Linked DNA regions of Gossypium hirsutum: region 1 is linked to region 2. Evidence: chromatin contacts called from public Hi-C data. All regions are on one chromosome and are shown on one strand. Each heading gives the region's core, a stretch centred on a gene start, on an enhancer-like site or on the middle of the called end of the contact. The rest is flanking DNA. Distances are from core to core; before and after follow the strand shown. Region 1 holds the start of LOC121231838 (NAC domain-containing protein 4). Region 2 holds the start of LOC107955390 (chloroplast envelope quinone oxidoreductase homolog).

What was found. A called contact is a pair of places that touch in the nucleus more often than the background predicts.
Region 1: a contact with region 2 is called in a Hi-C map of leaf, with 1.9 times the contacts expected there. The contact joins the promoter of LOC121231838 here to the promoter of LOC107955390 in region 2. A contact is called at or near these places in 2 of 34 Hi-C or Micro-C datasets (both in leaf).

Annotation. Positions count from the first base shown.
Region 1 is chrA07:93,462,476-93,467,031 of Gossypium_hirsutum_v2.1, reverse strand. It overlaps LOC121231838 (NAC domain-containing protein 4), which reads left to right and starts at 2,567. Exons shown (of 5, transcript XM_041116667.1): 1 at 2,567-2,875; 2 at 2,967-3,253; 3 at 3,337-3,549; 4 at 3,626-3,859; 5 at 3,943-4,524. The coding sequence starts at 2,722. The coding sequence ends at 4,266. It overlaps LOC107925759 (FHA domain-containing protein FHA2), which reads left to right. Exons shown (of 3, transcript XM_041116668.1): 2 at 1-120; 3 at 880-1,309. The coding sequence ends at 1,089.
Region 2 is chrA07:93,276,528-93,280,833 of Gossypium_hirsutum_v2.1, reverse strand. It overlaps LOC107955390 (chloroplast envelope quinone oxidoreductase homolog), which reads right to left and starts at 1,388. Exons shown (of 4, transcript XM_016891168.2): 1 at 1,148-1,388; 2 at 397-538; 3 at 187-272. The coding sequence starts at 1,213.

The DNA.
Region 1 (4,556 bases), core at 1,318-3,817, 190 kb before region 2:
TCTGATAATCAACAACTTATGCAGTTGGAAGAGAAGGATGTGGTTTCTTCTGTAGCTACTGTGCTTTCAGATCTTTGTGGTCCTGGAGAATGGATGGCCATGGAGAAACTCCACGCTGAGGTTAGTTTTAAGCTTATAGTGATCTAAATCTTATGTTAGTTCCAGTTTGGGCTTTTGACATTTGCATAAATATAATTATTTTTTGCTGATGACATCCCTGACCAGTTGACAGTAGCACTGATGCTTTATTTTGATTCTCCCTTTATTAATGTGCTTTACCATGCTTTTTAGATTTTGGCATGGAAATGGTTCTTCTATAATTTGCTCCGAAATTTTGATAGAGTAGGAGTGTAATTAGGAGCTAAGACTTTTCTTGCTCGATTGTGATGTCACGCTATCAAAAAGGCCACAAAATCAATGTACATGTATTGGAGAAAGAAAAAGGAAGAGTCCTTGTAAGCGAATGATAATGACAACAACCCACGCTAGTAGTGCTACTTATTTTCCTTCTCCTCGCGCGCCTTTCTTTTTAGCTCCTGCAATTTAGAGGGGCGAACAAGATCTAGTCAGTTTGTAATTCTGATTTATTGATTTCAAATTTCACAGATTATTTCCGCTCCTAACTTTCCTTTGTTTAAAGTGGCTACAAATTCAATGAATTCGTGGTTGTAAGATCTCCTTAGCATATTTGTATTTGATGTCTGGAAAGTTTACAGAAATTTAGGAAAGAACAAAGTCCATTGGCTAATGTTTGCTTAAAGAGTTCTGATTTCTCTTGCCTGCATTTTTTCTCCTCTCATTTGGTTTATCCCATTCTTGTGATTCTTGAACCTTAATAGTTTACAAGATTGCTTACTTTCCTTGCCTTTCTTGTTACAGTTAGTTGAACAGTTTAGTAGCGTCTGGCATCACAGCAGAGTTAGAAGATACCTTACATCCGAGGACTGGCCCGGTCCTGAATCCAAGGGGAAACCATGGTACGGTCTGCTTATGTTGTTGAGAAAATATCCTGAACACTTTGTCATTAACACAAGATCCAAGGGTCGGATAACATTGGAGTTCGTCTCTCTTGTATCTTTGCTTTCGTAGAAGAATGCTAATGAAGCACCAAATGACACTTCCCCTTGCATGGTCATCTTACATATGCCATGTTTGGGAAGACAAAGAAGTTGCAAAGTGTAGAATATCATGATACTAATGTTGTTCTTATCTTTTAGATCCACCCACTTTGAGCTCTGAACTGGCTTTGCTGGCTAAATGCACCTGGATTTTATGGATTTTAAGATATATTGACATCAATTTTCATTTATTATTTTGCTTTTATTTAGATGAATTGCTCTGCACATTTTATGCTGGGAATGAAACTTCCCTTTCCAGGATATCTACTTGAAATATAGTAGCAGTTTTTGCAAGATTTAGGGCTAGTTTAGCAATACTTTTGAAAAGTACTGTGTAAAAATGATTTTGAAAAGATTAGTTTAAAATTTGAGTGTTTAGTATTGCTGTTAAAAAATATTTTTGAGAAATAAAATATTCATTTTAGAATGTTATTATTAAGTAACAAATATACATTTAAATAATATTTAAATTAGTTAATATTATTATATTTTAGTAAGAATAAAAAAAATTATTATAATTTATTGTTAATATTTTAATATATGAAATATAAATTCTAAATATTTTTAAGCAATAAATATTAATTATTTATAAAATTTAATTAAAATATATAAACTATATTTTAAATATTTAAATATAACCATTAAATATGTGTAATTATTATTTTAAAAATATTTTTTTATTTTTAATTAATGATTTAAACACATTTGTAGTTAAGTACTAAGAAAAAAAAAAGAAAATACTACATTATTGAAGAGTGAAAAAGTAATTAAGCATCAAAAATAGTTTTGGGAGAAAAAAATTAAAAATTTTAATTTTTAATATTTTTTAAAAGTACTTGTAAAAAATCAAAAATTTTAACTAAAAGCAATTTGTTTAGATGAGATGGAGAATCTAATGATTACACCTATAATAAAATTCAACCGGTAAAAAGTTGACCAAAAGTGTTTCCTTGGTGACCAAGTGAATTGATAATTCCTTGGCTTGATTCCAAGCAAACAAAGGGAGCTTTGAGTCAAGCACTTTCGGAAGGGGTCGACGTCAAGTTCCTAGCAAATGCAAGGAAAATATTGATGGATACTGGAAGATAGGGTTTGGATTTGTATTATTTCAAAGCACTATTTAAATGTGTGTCAAATACATAAATGAGAAAAATCTATATAAATTAAAACTATTAAGAAAAATAATATTGATAATTATTAGATTAGCACAATAAAATAATATAGGCCATGAATTTTATCTATTTGGGTTACAGAATGAAATTTTAAAATTAAAAATAGAAAAATATAAAAGATTATTGAAATTACAAACTTAGCCAGGAAGGCCAAGAATTATAGTGGTCCTTGTAGCAAAGAAAAAGAATAATAGTGATCCGAAGAGGAACTGACACGTATAGTGGGATCCACTTGAAGTATTTGTACTACAACTTAGTAAGCAAGGAGAGTGTAATTACTGCCTCAGTCTTCCACTCTCTGTATATTTATATACATGGAGAGGATGTTAATATTTTGGCACAAACTTTCCTATGCTCTCTTGGTTCATTTCAACTCCTTCAGCCATTTTTTTTTTACTTCTAGTTTCCTTTAGCAATCTTTTTGAAACAAAATGAACACAGTTAAAGGTTTCAGATTTCACCCAACCGACGAAGAACTCATCGAGTATCTGCTCCTCGTAACCTTCTGCGTCGACCGTGATTCTCTCGTCCAAGTTATTGATCAAGTACCGGACATCTGCCAGTGGGAGCCTTGGCAACTAGCTGGTAATCTTTTATATATGTATGGTGAACTTGTTGGGACTTTTTTTTATATCCATTTTGGTGAAATATATGTATGTATGTTTTGGTGTTTCAGAGAGTTCCAAATTGCAAACTGGGGATCGATTATGGTACTTCATATATACACCGACATATAAGTACCGGAATAGTAAACGAATTAACCGGACCACCCGGGAAGGTTATTGGAAACCTACGGGCAATGCTCGGAAAATTATAGACCCTAAAACAGGGAAGGTGATTGGCACCAAGAAGACCTTGGTTTACTATAAAGGCCAATGTAATGATAAAGACAAAATCAAGACTTGCTGGGTTATGCATGAGTATGAACTCGTGGCTGCCCCTAACTCCACTGACACTGATCGGGTAAGTCACTATTTCATTTGAATTAATATATTTTAGCTTTTATTATGTTCGATTTTTTGTTTATTTGCTTTGATTTGTTGTAGAAAACATTCAACCTTTGTAAATTGAAGAAAAGGGTTGATATTTCCTGCACTGATGCTGGGCAATCAAGTCAGCATAAGGACTGTGATGATGTTGTTCATAATCAATCCGGCATTGAGAGTTATGCCGGAGAAATAAGTAGTCAACATAATATAGCCAATGATGATGTAGTCTCTAATTTATCGTCTCATGATCTGGATGATGCGATTTCGAAGGTAAGATGCTTAATGCAGAATTTCTTAATCATTTATCTGTTTAGATGATGACTAAATGCTCATTTCTTTGATTCAGGGAAATTTACACGAGAGGTCAAAAGAATGCAATGAACCCGAAGGCAACAGTGGGGTTCAAAAACTGAATAGCATCATTGAAAAGGATGATAAGTCCTGTAGTTCGGTTCTTACTAATGGTGATGAAACCATCACCGTCGAAAGAAGCGATCAAAATAATGTAGTTGTTGCAATTGAGGGATTAGGAATACCTTCTAGTTTCGAGTATCTTGGCGATGAGGTTTTAATTCCGGCGGTAAAAATCTGTTTCTCTTAGTTATTTATTCCTGCAGATTATGATGAAGATAAAAAGTAAAGCTGTTTTTGCATACGTTTCAGGAATTTTTCTACAATGAGGGGTTATCGTTTGATGAGTTATTAGAAGTACCACAGGCAACTAATAACTCTAATTGGATTCAAGATCAATCTATCACCAACCCAGATGATGTTGAGTTCTTGAATTCAAGTTTTGTTGACAATGATGAAGCCTACCTCCTAGAAGAAAACAGACCGTATCCATCTGCTGCTGATAATGAAGTCTTAGGTGCAGTGGGATCATCTGATTCGATGGAGAAACCTAGTAAAAGGCCGCGTCTTTCACATGACGATCATGTAGAGACCACAGAGGCTCGAGCTGGAGGAAGTATCAGCTACCAGCAGTAGCAAAGAGCAAGAGATGCTCAAATGTTATTAGCATATATTGCAGACAGTAAAGAATATTCCTGTTTTTTTTGTATTGCTATTTTGCATTTTTGATGTTTGAAGGGTTTTTGGACTGTAAAATAAGAATTACAAGTGATGCTATATGTAACCTAATGTAAGATAGTGTATGAAGGGTTGACCATCATCTACTTGAATGATGCCATTCCAAATTACAGCTTAACTTAATGGAGAAAGTTGTCTGAAATATTACAGCTTGAATTCAAACTATGTTGCTGCTGTCTGTCCTTTAG
Region 2 (4,306 bases), core at 139-2,638:
AAAAAGGACATAAATGATGCTAGATAGCATTTAAAACAAGGAGATGAATAATAATGGCGAACAAGAATCTTATGGCTTGGTTGTAGTAAAACTTGAACCAACGAACTTGTCGAGTGTAACATCAACCATACATATGTTTCCCACATGCAAGTATGCAACAACCCAAGAATAAGAATGAGTACTTACACCAAGTACGGCAACAACTTTATCCCCGACTTTGAAACTCTGGACACCTGATCCAACTTGTACGATTTCTCCTGCTACATCGGTACCTGCTCCACCAGATGTTCTTTAGCTAATGATTGAAAACAAGTATTCAAACTAGTACAAGAAAGAAAAGTTTTGATGCTTTAAATCCACCATTGGGCTGAACCATCTAGAGAAAAGTAAAAGTACCAGGAATGTGGGGGAATTTGCGAGGTAAAAATGGGCGCGCTACCCCCTCCTGTATTTTCCAGTCGATTGGGTTAATACTAGCTGCCTCTACTTTGATCAAAACTTCTTCCTTTTTTGGACTGGGAATCGGAACTTCAACATGCTGCAACACCCACAAAATTCCATATAAGGATTCAATTGATGAGTTGAAGAATAATTAAATTTTATCTCCAAATTATATTGGGATGAGATTACAGGGTTTAAACACTGTGTAACTATCATTTCAATATAAGGATAATAATCCATTTGGCTATCCACTCTTAACTCAAAAATCAAACTTAACATTTAATAAACAACCAAAATCCTGGACATTTCGATTTCACTTGTAATTTTTTTTTTTAAAAAAAACTCAAAGAAAGAATGAAAAGAAGAAAAAAAGCGCCAGACATATAAAGTTTCACGATGGTGACGACGAGCACCGCCGATGACGGTGACGCTGAGCCGCAGAGGCAGACACGTGTAAGATTTTACCCAATGATACGGTGGTAGGATTTGCTACTTACTTATTTTCCCGCAAATTATGGTTTTCTCAGAATTAAATCTACTGTCCTAATTTAATTAGCTCATTCTAACCCCCCCCCCCCTTCTTCACCCTTATATCCATAAAAGCCAATAAGATTAAGGACTAAATTAAACAAAATTTAATTAAATCTCCATCTTAAGCATGAAAAAGTAAAAAAAAAAAAAAAAAACATAAGAGCAAGAATATAACCTTGAGATCAGCGGCTCCTCCGTTATATTTACTGTATTGAACGGCTCGCATCATATTCGTCGCCATTTTATTCCTTATCTTAGAGGAAATGAAAAGTGAAAGGTGGTGGGAAGGCAAAAACTGAAGATTAATAGGTGAGGAAGAGGATGATATAATTTGGCGTCAGATACTTGGAATTTATAGTAAAGTAATGCAAATATGAATATGTTTATGTCCAATTGAAATGCGTGTATATGTCAAACCAATGTGATGCCTCTAGAAACATTGAATTTTATTAGTCCACGCAAACAAAATATAGTCAATGTAATTTTCTTCATAATTTATTTCTTAAATTAAATTATCATTGTGAATTTAATTAATAGAATAAATGGTTAAAACTGTTAGGCCTTTTTCCATTGTGATTTGAGTTTCAAATTTTAAGGGTAAAAATTTGACCTTTTTTTACCTAACGTAAAAGTCGAGATCAGATTTTTTTTTAATTTTATTTTTGGAAGCAAAAATTATCAAAATATTTTTATTTATATTATTTAAAAGATATATAAAATTTATATTTTATATATCATTATATTAAAGAGAAAATACTTGATACATTGAAAAAAAAAATTTTAAGTCCACAAACAGAGCCACGGAGTTGATAAGTGTCTTATAAGAGTACAGTATAATATTAAAAAAATATTTTCAAAAAATACATGGTAATTTTTTAAGATTAATTGTGAAATAAAAAAATATAATAAATTAATAAACTATTTTTTTCACAATATTTTTTTACTGTAATTTTTAAAAATATTTTTCAACCTTGTAATGTAAAAAAAAAAATTTATTGTTATTTACTTGAAAGAAATGGTGAGTTAAATTCAATCCTGTGTGCAGCTGTTCTTTAATTAAAAAGTCAAAATACTACGATTCCAGGTATGGCGGCCGCTTGCTTTGAATACATAAATGGGCAAGTTGCAAGTTGGTTCATCCTTTTATTATTAGTAGTATTATTATTTTGTGCGTGTCCCATGCATAGGTCCCTTATGCCACAATATGAATTCTAATTTTCTTATTATCCATTATTTTTATTGTTTAAATTAACATTTTTTACGAGGTTTAATATTTTTACTTTAAATTATTTATTTTTTATGCATCTCAATAAAAGTTTATGATTTTTAAGTACATTTAAATATTTTTTATTATAAACGGTTATTTGATAAACAGAGTTTCAAGTTTTTTTAACTGGTTTGGGCATAAATGGAAGATTGTAAGAGTTTATTGAGTTAAAACCTCAAAAAAAATTGAGATGGGTAACTTTTTCAACAGATGATTGGAAATAAGATATATGGAATGACATATTTAACCATGATTGTTCAAAAATTACTCATTTTGCCACATACTCTCAAACCTAATAGGGTTGCCCTCATTTTCGCGTTCACCTCCAAATTCTAAAGTAAATTTCAAAAAAAAAAAATTCCACCATGAATCTACAAAAATCAATTGCCACGAGAAATTTTCAATCGAACCCATTTATTCTTCAATATTTATATACTCTTAATTTATTTTCAATTTACTTGTGTAAAATGATTTTTGATGCAAGTTTATATTAATTGAAATATGCTACTTGATAAATTTATTCAAAGCGTGACATAATTATCACTAATTTACATGCTAAGAACATGAAATAATTATCACTAATAATATAGTTTACAATTATATTGATACACTATTAATATTTATTAATTTCCACGTGGCTAATATTTGTAAATTTCAAAAATATTCACTAATTAATTTCCATAATAAATATTTTAATTCCTAGATAATAGTGTTTCATTTCAATAATTCTACCCAATAAAAACTATCAATAAAATGTGTCATGCATTTATTTGTAATTTTACACATATCAACTTTCAGCTCTCAGTTAAGTTTTACCAAATACTTTTAAATAAACAGTTAATAGAATGAGTTAGTCAAATCAACCACCATAATCGGAAATCAACTATCAACTAGTCAAATCAACCACCATAATCGGCAATCAACTATCAACTAATTGCCAAACAAAACTTTTTTTTTTAAACCTATTTTCAACTAAAGTTAAATTTTAAACTCTTACCTACTTAATCATTTTTCACATTTTTTTAATATGAAAAAAATTCAAACATGTGAATTAATTTAAAATTTTCAAACAATTTAATCAAACAAAACAAAATTAAAAAAAAAATGATGGAGATATTTTAAAATATATTTAGTCTATTATGATTTAAGAAAGGTATAGAGTACAGTCCAAGGCTGTTTGATATTTTGGTTGTTCTTTATTTTTATTATAATGAGCTGCCAATGTTGATTGCCAAAATGTTTGAAATTGGAACCTTCTGGCATTTGATTAATTAATTAATTAATTATGTGTTATTTTATTAAGAATGGCCATCATGAACTGGAAAGTGGTGAAGATAAGAATAAGAATAAATGTAATTACTGTTATGATGATATGAATAATCAATAATTTCCCATCGTCATGGATTCTTCTTTTGATAATGACCCTATTTCCTATGCCACCTCTTCTTCTTCTTTTTTTACTTTTTTTTTTGTTTAATATAGGAATTAACTTTTTCTGCCTTTTCCTTCACCAATACTCTAAATATCATCATTTATTATATATTTTTTATAAAAAAAATTATATTTAATTGTGGGGGTAGGTAGGAATGTTCGAGATTTATTTTATATATTTTTAATTTATGTATTGTAAATATTAAAAAGTAATAATTTTGTACCGAGATTAAAATAGTGGTAATTTTTTTAAAAAATTAAAGTAATTCTTCCTTCGTGAGGTTAATTTTGTAATAAAAAATAATTTCATACATTTATAATTTACGCATTAGTAAGGTGCCAAGAAATCTAGGGTGCGGCCTTTACACACGTCCAGTACTCGGATAACCTTCTATTTATAATAGAAAAAAATTCAAAATGTGCTAATCGGGTGTTAATTTGATTGGTATAGATATTATTGTCAATGCAGAAAGATATAGATTCAAGTACATTGAAGTATATTATCCTCATATTTATGGATTGGAGAGGGACTATGAGTAATTTTAGATATTATGTCAAATTTAATATGTAATATTATATATGAACTTTGATTTTACATATTCTTACATGTAAAATATTAATTTAATTCATTTTTTC